3 separate regions of the Mus musculus genome follow, and regions 1 and 2 are each linked to region 3. Evidence: chromatin contacts called from public promoter capture Hi-C data. All regions are on one chromosome and are shown on one strand. The core of a region is the stretch at or near the end of the contact, and the rest is flanking DNA. Distances in the headings are between cores, read along the strand shown.

Region 1 (2,974 bases), core at 430-2,929, 290 kb after region 3:
GATTTATTTATTTATTTATTATATGTAAGTACACTGTAGCTGTCTTCAGACACTCCAGAAGAGGACATCAGATCTCATTACAGATGGTTGTGAGCCACCATGTGATTGCTGAGATTTGAACTCAGGACCTTCAGAAGAGCAGTCAGTGCTCTTAACTGCTGAGCCATCTCTCCAGCCCCCAGATCATCTTTTTTGACTGTTAGCATATCATACGTGCCAGGCACTTAGGCAGCCTTAAATAAATGTTAATGGTTATGGTGCCCATCACCCAAGTACCTCTGCTGAGGTAAACATAGAGCATCAGCATCCTGTCACTGTATTTGGCACATAGGAGACTGCAGGATAGATCAGATGCCTTTTTGGACCCTTAATCCTAGCATTAGGAAAGCGGAGACAGGCAGATCTTGATGAATGCAAAGCCAGCCTGATATACAGAATGGGTCCCAGGCCTGCCAGAAGTACAGAATGAGACCATGTCTCAAACATTAATTAGTTAAATACCATGCAGTCATGGGTTTATTTTACTTATTTTCTGATACACACACATATATATACACATATATACATGTGTACATACACACACAGACACATGTATATCTGGCCTAGAATTCAGTATGTAAACCAGGCTGTCTCCTGTGATCCCTTTTACCTGCCCCAGCCATGCTGGGGACTACAGATGAATGCCACCATACTTATGTCTATTTGTTTTTTATTTTTTGAAGACTGGGTCTTGCCAAATTGCCATGTCTGGCCTTGACCTCCTGGACTCAAGCCATGTTTGTAGCTCAGCCTCCTTAGTACCTGAGATATTTGTACCTGCCACCGTGTCCACTTGATTCATGACTTAAATTAAAGCTATCCCTCCAGCCTTACACTTCACACAGCACCCACCAACCACGAAGAAGTAATGAATATCAGAAAAAATTATATTGACAACGAGATGCCTGCCAGGCCATGCAAGATACCAAGTATCAAAACCAAGGTGCCAGTCAAGGAGATATACTTCAATAGAGCGCATCCAAGAGCTCTGGTCTAACCCCAGCAGTACAAGGGGGCGGGGGAAGATGCACACTAGGACGGCAGAAGATGGCAGAGCACTTACTTAGCAAACACCTAGGTTCGACAGGGGCGGGAGGGGGCGGAGAAAAGGGGGAATAAAGAATAGAATAAACAGCAGAACGTCTATTAACACTGGCACATGATAGATGCATCTGCTTTTAGTTTTCTCACCCGGCTCCAGATGTTTGAGGATGCCCCTCTTCGCCAAGCGGGTCTGCAGCGCAACAGGAAGCGGCATAGTGGGTAGCTGACCAGACCTAGAAACAGACAAGACAGTACTGAAGGGCAGATCTGATTAACATTTCAATCTGGATAGCCAGTAACCACGCGTGTGTTCACACACACACACACACACACACACACACACACACACACACACACACACACACACCTACGTAACTGCAACAGTAGCTGGAAGAGAACAAAAATGCGTGCTAAAAGATAAAAGAGATATGTAGCAATATGGCCAGAATTAGGATCAGCAGAACTCTCCGGACCCAGGCACTGGAGACCGGATGGACCAAAGACCCAGTTCCTCTCTAGACCAAGGCTCCACCCATCACCCAAGGGACCAAGTGCCACACACCCGCAACCCAGAAATGGGATCACCCAACGTTCCTCAAAGTCCGCACGGTGGGCGGAACCAAGGCGCTAGGATGGGGGAGATACAATGCCAACGCCATCTCCAGCTTTAAAAGAAAGCTTACACCCCAGCCTTACCAGTACAACTGTGCGATTAGTCAAAGTCTATCTCCTTACCCTCCTCTCCCTCATTGGCACAGTGCTTACCAACACCGAAGGGCTCTTGGTTTAAAGCACAACAGGCTCCTCGACTCTCCCCAGGTGCAATTAACTGGTCGCATCCGACGCTTACATGGAACGGATGTGGCCCTTCTGGCTAGCCAATAAGAGCGCGCCGTTGGCCTTACGTAAGCAGAGAAGAACCAATTGTTCCCTTGGTCTACGTACAGCGCCTCAGAGCTTGTGGGCGTTTCGGAGCGGGAGGGGGACGGGGGGAGTGTCTCGCCCGCGCCACCGACTGCGCCAGGCCGGACTCTGGCGCCATGGAGGAGTACGCTCGCGAACCTTGGTACGGCGATGGGCACAGGCTTCGGGACAGTCCGCGCGACGCTCAGGCGGACAACGGGAGGCGGGCGGGGAAGGCAGGGGCTGCAGTGTCAAGTCCCTGACCCGGGAGGCTCGGAAACTTCACTGCCTCTGCGCATCCGGCATGGCCCCTCCCACTCGGACTTCGTCAAAAAACCGCCACCGTGGAGTGTCCCAGTATGTGCGGTGTGGGACAAACTATCGCACTGTTGCCCTGGCTCTTCTCCTAGACCCCCTTTGTGAGCCAAAAGAGAAACGCTGGGCAGATCCATTCCGGCGGTGAGGGAGGAGAGGCGTGGAGCCAATATCCACAGGGTTTCTTCGTGTCGCTTTTCTCAGGCTGGCTTTTGACATAGGATAGGGCATGTGTGAACTCACTGTGGGCTAAGCCAGATGGCACCTGGCTTTTCCGCACGGTCTTTTGATTTGTCCGATTTAGGTTTTAAAAGGACACAAGGGTTTCTCTGGACGTGCTTTTTGTGTCGAACCGAGTGTCAGTCACCCTGTTTATATTTTACTTAAATAACGTTTGCTAGTTAACACTATTGAAGCCTGACACGACAACTCCCCCCCCCCCCTCCCAGACACGGTTACTCTGTGGTGTAGCCCTGGCTGTCCTGGAACTCACTCTGTAGTCTTGAACTAAGAAATCCTCCTGCCTCTGCCCCCCAAGTTCTGGGATTAAAGGCGTGAACCACCCCTGCCAGGCACATGACAACTCTTACTGATTTTTGATAGTAACAAAAACCATTTTGTTTTTGGCTCCTGGTTCTAGGATTTGAGGGACTCTGTTCTTCAAATCTAGTTT
Region 2 (2,918 bases), core at 295-2,794, 410 kb after region 3:
TCCTGGCTGTTCACACTGACTTTGGAGACCAGGCTGACCTCAAACTCAGAGATCCACCTACCTCTGCCTTCCTAGTGCTGGAATTAAAGGCCTGTGCCACCACCTCCTGGCACAAAATTAATTGTTTTAAAGGAAAAATGTCTGTGCATGCGAGCCATTCAGATATCTACTTGGGAAACAGTCAGTTTCCCAAACCCTAAACCAACCAACTAACCAAAGAAGTAACTAAGGGGCATTCAGGCCCCTGGAAGAGAAAGCTGTATATTTTGTTTTAGGTTTTCCAATCCTATTTGGGGCTCCGTGTTCACAGCTTTCCCAAAGGACCAGAATTTGATTCCTAGTACTCATGCTAGGCAGCTTACAAAGGCTTGTAACCCCCGACTCCACGGGATTTGGTGCCCTCTTCTGGCCACTATAGGCAGCTGCACTAACATACACATGAATTAAAAATAGTCCTGTTGAAAATGTTTGTTGAATCTGTATGAGCGCCCTGTTTAGTTCCTGATATAACTACTTTATGCTTTTCTCCTCGTGTCTATGGTGTAAAGAGAAATTACTAGTATTTTCTGAATCTGATTGAAGCAGCAGCCCTGAACATAGCCGATTTTTATTGCACATTTGCTTTCTCTTTCCATCTCTGTGCTCATCTCTCCCCTCTTATTTATTTTAATGGTTTAAGCAAAGCTGTTCATTTCCCAGTTCCGGTCACTGACTTTCAGGATTTTCTATTTTATTTTATTATTATTTATTTATTTGATTTGTTTTTTATTTTTTTCGAGACAGCGTTTCTCTGTATAGCCCTGGCTGTCCTGGAACTCACCAGGCTGGCCTCGAACTCAGAAATCTGCCTGCCTCTGCCTCCTGAATGCTGGGATTAAAGGAGTGCACCACCACACCCAGCTAGGATTTTTTATTTTTTATTTTTACTTTTGCAATCTGCATTTCTATCTGCATGGTTCCCCCGAAGTACTGCTTTTGGGGCACCCCCAGTGCTGAGGGTCTAGAAAATAAGCTCATCCATTTCTCTGAGTAGTCAGTGCCCTGGACAGCACGGCCTCCCTCCTTTGGTCTGCTCCAGAGTCCTCTTAAAGGTTCCCTCCAGCCTTTCAGGGCCTCTGAGTCTTTTGACCAGCTTCAAGGTCATTGTTTCTCGGGGGCCCTTCTGACACAGCTCTGTCCTGAGTGCCTCATGGGCATTCTCCAGGAACCACCTTTGGGTGTCTCTACGTGTCTGAAGCTGAACTGTCTCCCCAGTGAAGCACCCAGAGAGAGCGGCCAACCCTTAAACCCGAGCCCTCCACAAGCCCAAGCAGGGCTTCTGCTGCCCTCTGGTTATCTTTAAGAAAAGCCCAAGGAAGCTAAAGCCACAAGGGTGTCCCTGAGAAGGAAAGCAAGTCAGCAGACCCAGGTTGGGTACCCCCAGCCTGGTCAATACTCATGCCCCAAAGCCTCCACGACCCCACACTTACCTGACTTTCAGATGTTGGATCACACATCTTTCCTGGTAGACTGGAAGGCAGGTAGGTTGGGGCTGAGGCTGGCTCTGTGCCTGGAGATCAAGGGGCAGGAATGGGAGGTGCTAGCTGAGGACATTGGGTGTGGACAGAGGCAGGAGGTGAAAAGCAGGAAGACTAACTGAAACTCGGGGTACAGCTTAGTGGTACAACAGTGCTGAAGAAACCCTGGGTTCTACTTCTAGCAGTGCAAAACCAAGCCAAACACTGCCAGCCTTGAGAATAAAAGTACAAATATAAGTGCTTCCTCTTTTGAGGAGCTGAGGGTCTTGATAAGTTGTTGAGATTGGTCCCTAATGGTCCTTCTCTGTCAACTGCCAGATGTGTCACGTCCTGCTAAGCAATCATCCATAAGAACACAGAAAACCAGGAAAGCACCCATCGAGAGTGTTGAGACTAGCAGTGCCCTATGAGAGAGCTCCGATCCACCTTGTAGTGTGTGACTAGGATGGAGTGTCTGAAAGAGTTGCTTGTGGGTCTGCAGCTGAGTGAGGATTCTTTTAAATGGCTATGGGTGTTTTGCCTGCTTTCATGTCTCTGCACTACATTCATGCTTTCCGATTGCAGAGGATAGAAGATGGCATTGGATATCCTGGAACTGGCCTTACAGACAACTGGTTGTACGCTAGCTACCACATGCAGATTGGGAATCAAACCTAGGTACTCCAGAAGAGCAGCAGATGCTTTTAACTGCTAAACCATCTCTCTAGTCCTGAGCTAAGATTTTTTTTTTTTTGAAAGGGGGTCTCGCTGTATTTGAAGCCTCACAATTCCTATCCACGCTTGGTCCCCTCCCCACCCCACCACTATTTGCTTCGCTTTCACAAGCTTTCTATCTATGGGTTACCTATCAGGACCAGGGTTAGGTGAGTCTGAGATTTTTGCCTCTGGGTACATACCTGGGTGCCCTGGGTGTTATTAAACATATGGTTTTCCTTTAAAAATTATTTCCAAGGCCTATAATCCTAGCTACTCAAAAGGCTGGAGCAAAAGGAGCAAAAATTTGAGGCCAGGGTACTGGCTTAAAGCTTAGGAGCTCTGGCTATGCTTCCAGAGGACCACAGTTCAATCCTCAGCCCCAACATGGTGAGGGCTATAACTCTAGTCCCTAGGAATCCAACTCCCTCTTCTGGCCTCCTCAGGCAGCGTACATCCAAGTGGTACAAAGACATACATGCTAGCAAAATATGTCTGCCCATAAAATAATGTTTTAAAAAAATTCAAGACAACCTGGGCAAATCATTAAGATCATCTCTGAAAATAAAATTTTAAAAAATTGCAGGGGTTGGGGATTTAGCTCAGTTGTAGAGCACTTGCCTAGCAAGTGCAAGGCCCTGGGTTTGGTCCTCAGCTCTGGAAAAAAAAAATGCTAGGGACATTTAGCGTTAGCAGTAGCATGTTTGC
Region 3 (2,731 bases), core at 40-2,539:
AGTGTGCACACTGGGAGGAGGGCACTCACCATGCAGGCCTGGGCCAGACTCATGGCCAGGCGGAAGCGGGCAGACATGGCTGGTGGTAGCAAGTGACTGAGGCCAGAGCCCACATCAGGATTAATCACTCGAAGGCATCGGACCACAGCCTCTACGACCAGCTCAGTGGTGAAAGCTCGCAGAGTCTGCACTTCTGGAGGAACTGCCCTAAAAAGGAAAGCACCAGGCTTGAGTAGTTAGGAAACAAAGTACAGACTTCTAGAGAGGGAATGCTCTAGAATCCAGGTCGGGGCAGGGAACAACCAAGGCTTCAACAGATCCTGGGTGCTGGTGACTATGACCTTTACTTAGTCCTAAGACCTCGGTGAATGAGGGTGACCTGAATTCAGAAAAGTCTCAAACTCCCCTACACTTCAAAGTTTCCAACCTCTGGGATCTGCAAAAGTGAAAATGGTCCAAGTGGCACAGTCTCCATATTTCTGGGCACCAGGACATTGTTCTTTGCATGGCAAGGCCTCCTAGATCTACGAGGTTTGGGAAAGCTACATAGGAAGAGGCTGGAGTTTTCAGAAGTCTCAAATGTCAGGGTCAATAAATAGAAATAAAAAATCGGGCATCCTAAATTTTGGCATCAAGGACTTTTAGGTCCCTCAAATAGTGCATCCTTTGTGTTCCTGTGTTACCAAGTGCTGCTACTGTCAGAATGTAGGGCCCTGGTATTTTGATAAGTCCTGGGAGTTTCAGGAGTTATTGTTCGAAGATCAAGTTGCCAGTCTCAGGAATTCTGGAGACTCTGGGTGCCAGACTCCTGTGTTATCAGTTTCCTGGTGTGGGTGTCCTGGAACCTCTAGATATCAGGATCCCAGCATATGCAGGTCTCAGTTTGTAAGGTGTCTGAGTCCTCGAGGTTTTACCCAATGTCCACATCAAAGTATTTAGGAAAGTCATGATGTTAGAGTGTAAGCAGGGAGGAGGAGGAGAGGCTTCGGAATCCTGTAAGTTTGGGCCTTTGGGTGTCAAGGTCTTCATTTTAAGGTTCCCGGGTAATGGGGGTCCTAGGATTTGGAGTCCCGGATGTGAGCAATTGGAGGCGACTGGGGGTTGCGTACTTACGTGCCCGCCTGGCGCAAGGAATGGATGAGGATTCGGTCAGCCTCCTCCATGGTGGAGTTAATTCTAACTCCGGGGCTGGGTCTAGGACCAGATCAGAGAAATTGGAGCTCTCCGCGCTGCTCTCGGCGCGGCGAGGACAGAGAGTCACGTGCCGCGCGAGGAACATTGGGAAATGTAGTTCTAAGGAGTGAGCGTTGCGCAGGCAGCGGCGCTGGAGGCGGGGTGTGAATTACGTAATGGCTCCTGGAAGTTGTAGTTCTTTCACTTGTAGTCCCATGGTCTCCTCCAAGGGAAAAAAAAAGGAAATGGGCTGGGGAGTTGAGAGACAGGACAGAGAAAAATTTTCATTTATAAGACACGTTCATCTTCCAAGCTATAAAAGTTTATACGTGTACAAAATGACTGTTCCCCCGTGTCTTGCTAGCCTCATCTGTAAAGTGAGAATTTGGATAATACCTTCTTCCTAGGGTTAAGACATAATTGCTACGACTGGGGATGTGACTCAGGATAGCCTCACAACCTGAGTTCTCTCCCTGAGATCCACATGGTGGAAGGCAGGAAATGACTTGATAAGAGTCTGAATTCCACGTGTGCACTGTGACACATTTATGCTCGTGAGCACACACAAAAGGATCATAAATAGATTTTAAATAAATAAAACAAACGTCATTGCTCGAGTAAACCTACTTAACCACCAACCACAACAAACTGAGGTCGATCCTCCCTGGGACCCAAGAGACATAAAAAGAGAATGGACTCCTACAAAATGTCCTCTGACATCTACACATGTGCAGCAGTACCACTATCATGCACACAAAATAGATGGAAAAAGCAAAGAATTACTAGACCAGGCGTAGTGGTAAACATCTGTAATCTCAGCACCTGTCCCAAGTGTAGATTGGGCTACAGAAGGAGATCACCTCCTTATGAAACCATTCCTTATTGAACAGCCTCTTTTGTCTCTACTATCCAGTAGTGCTAACATTTGTCATAATCACACATACACATCACATACTTGACTCAGTTTCTGAACTAAGCTCTCTCTCTCTCTCTCTCTCTCTCTCTCTCTCTCTCTCTCTCTCTCTCTCTTTCTCCTCTCGTTGTGCTATCCTGTCTTGCTTTGGTTTGGTTTTCAGACAACAAAATCTTGCAATGTAGCCCAGGCTGGCCTCAAAATTGTAATAATAATATTTCTTTCTCCCAAGTGCTAGGATTAAAGGCTTGTACCACCGCCCCTGACTGTATTCTATTTTTAATTACTGTAGATTTACAATGAGTCTTGATATCATATATGGCAAGCCCTCCCATCTTGTTGTCTTGTTCTTTTTCAAAATGGATTTGGCTTTTTTGTTTTTTGGTTTTGGGGTTTTTTGTTGTTGGTGGTGGTGTTTTGGTATTTTGTTTTTGTTTTTGTTTTTATTTTTTGTCATTTGTCTCAAAGACTGTCAATTCCAAAGAAAACTATGCTGAGATTTTGTTTGGTATAGCTAATGCAGAATGCCAAGAAGATCACTTTGGGGAACTTTACAGCATCACTAAATGTTACATATTTCTCCATTTTATGTCCCTTTGATATTTACTATCTGACTTTTTTCCTAGAGATAAATATATATATATA

What was found. Promoter capture Hi-C pulls out the DNA fragments that hold promoters and counts their contacts.
Region 1: a promoter capture Hi-C map of erythroid cells shows a contact between it and region 3, with 22 times the contacts expected there. The contact joins the promoter of Pqbp1 here to the promoter of Ccdc22 in region 3. A contact is called at or near these places in 4 of 39 promoter capture datasets (the SN4741 cell line, erythroid cells, neural stem cells and 1 more) and 2 of 9 other capture datasets (adipose tissue and liver).
Region 2: a promoter capture Hi-C map of pre-B cells shows a contact between it and region 3, with 7 times the contacts expected there. The contact joins the promoter of Glod5 here to the promoter of Ccdc22 in region 3. A contact is called at or near these places in 2 of 39 promoter capture datasets (liver and pre-B cells).

What each region holds. Positions count from the first base shown.
Region 1 is chrX:7,897,321-7,900,294 of GRCm38.p6, forward strand. Pqbp1 (polyglutamine binding protein 1) reads right to left here and starts at 1,680. Exons shown (of 7, transcript NM_019478.4): 1 at 1,451-1,680; 2 at 1,231-1,316. The coding sequence starts at 1,297. Timm17b (translocase of inner mitochondrial membrane 17b) reads left to right here and starts at 2,016. Exons shown (of 6, transcript NM_011591.5): 1 at 2,016-2,149. The coding sequence starts at 2,124.
Region 2 is chrX:8,016,948-8,019,865 of GRCm38.p6, forward strand. Glod5 (glyoxalase domain containing 5) reads right to left here and starts at 1,545. Exons shown (of 4, transcript NM_027227.2): 1 at 1,470-1,545. The coding sequence starts at 1,496. The region is part of intron 2 of Gm39488 (a long non-coding RNA gene); the gene reads left to right.
Region 3 is chrX:7,604,131-7,606,861 of GRCm38.p6, forward strand. Ccdc22 (coiled-coil domain containing 22) reads right to left here and starts at 1,290. Exons shown (of 17, transcript NM_138603.3): 1 at 1,114-1,290; 2 at 30-207. The coding sequence starts at 1,163.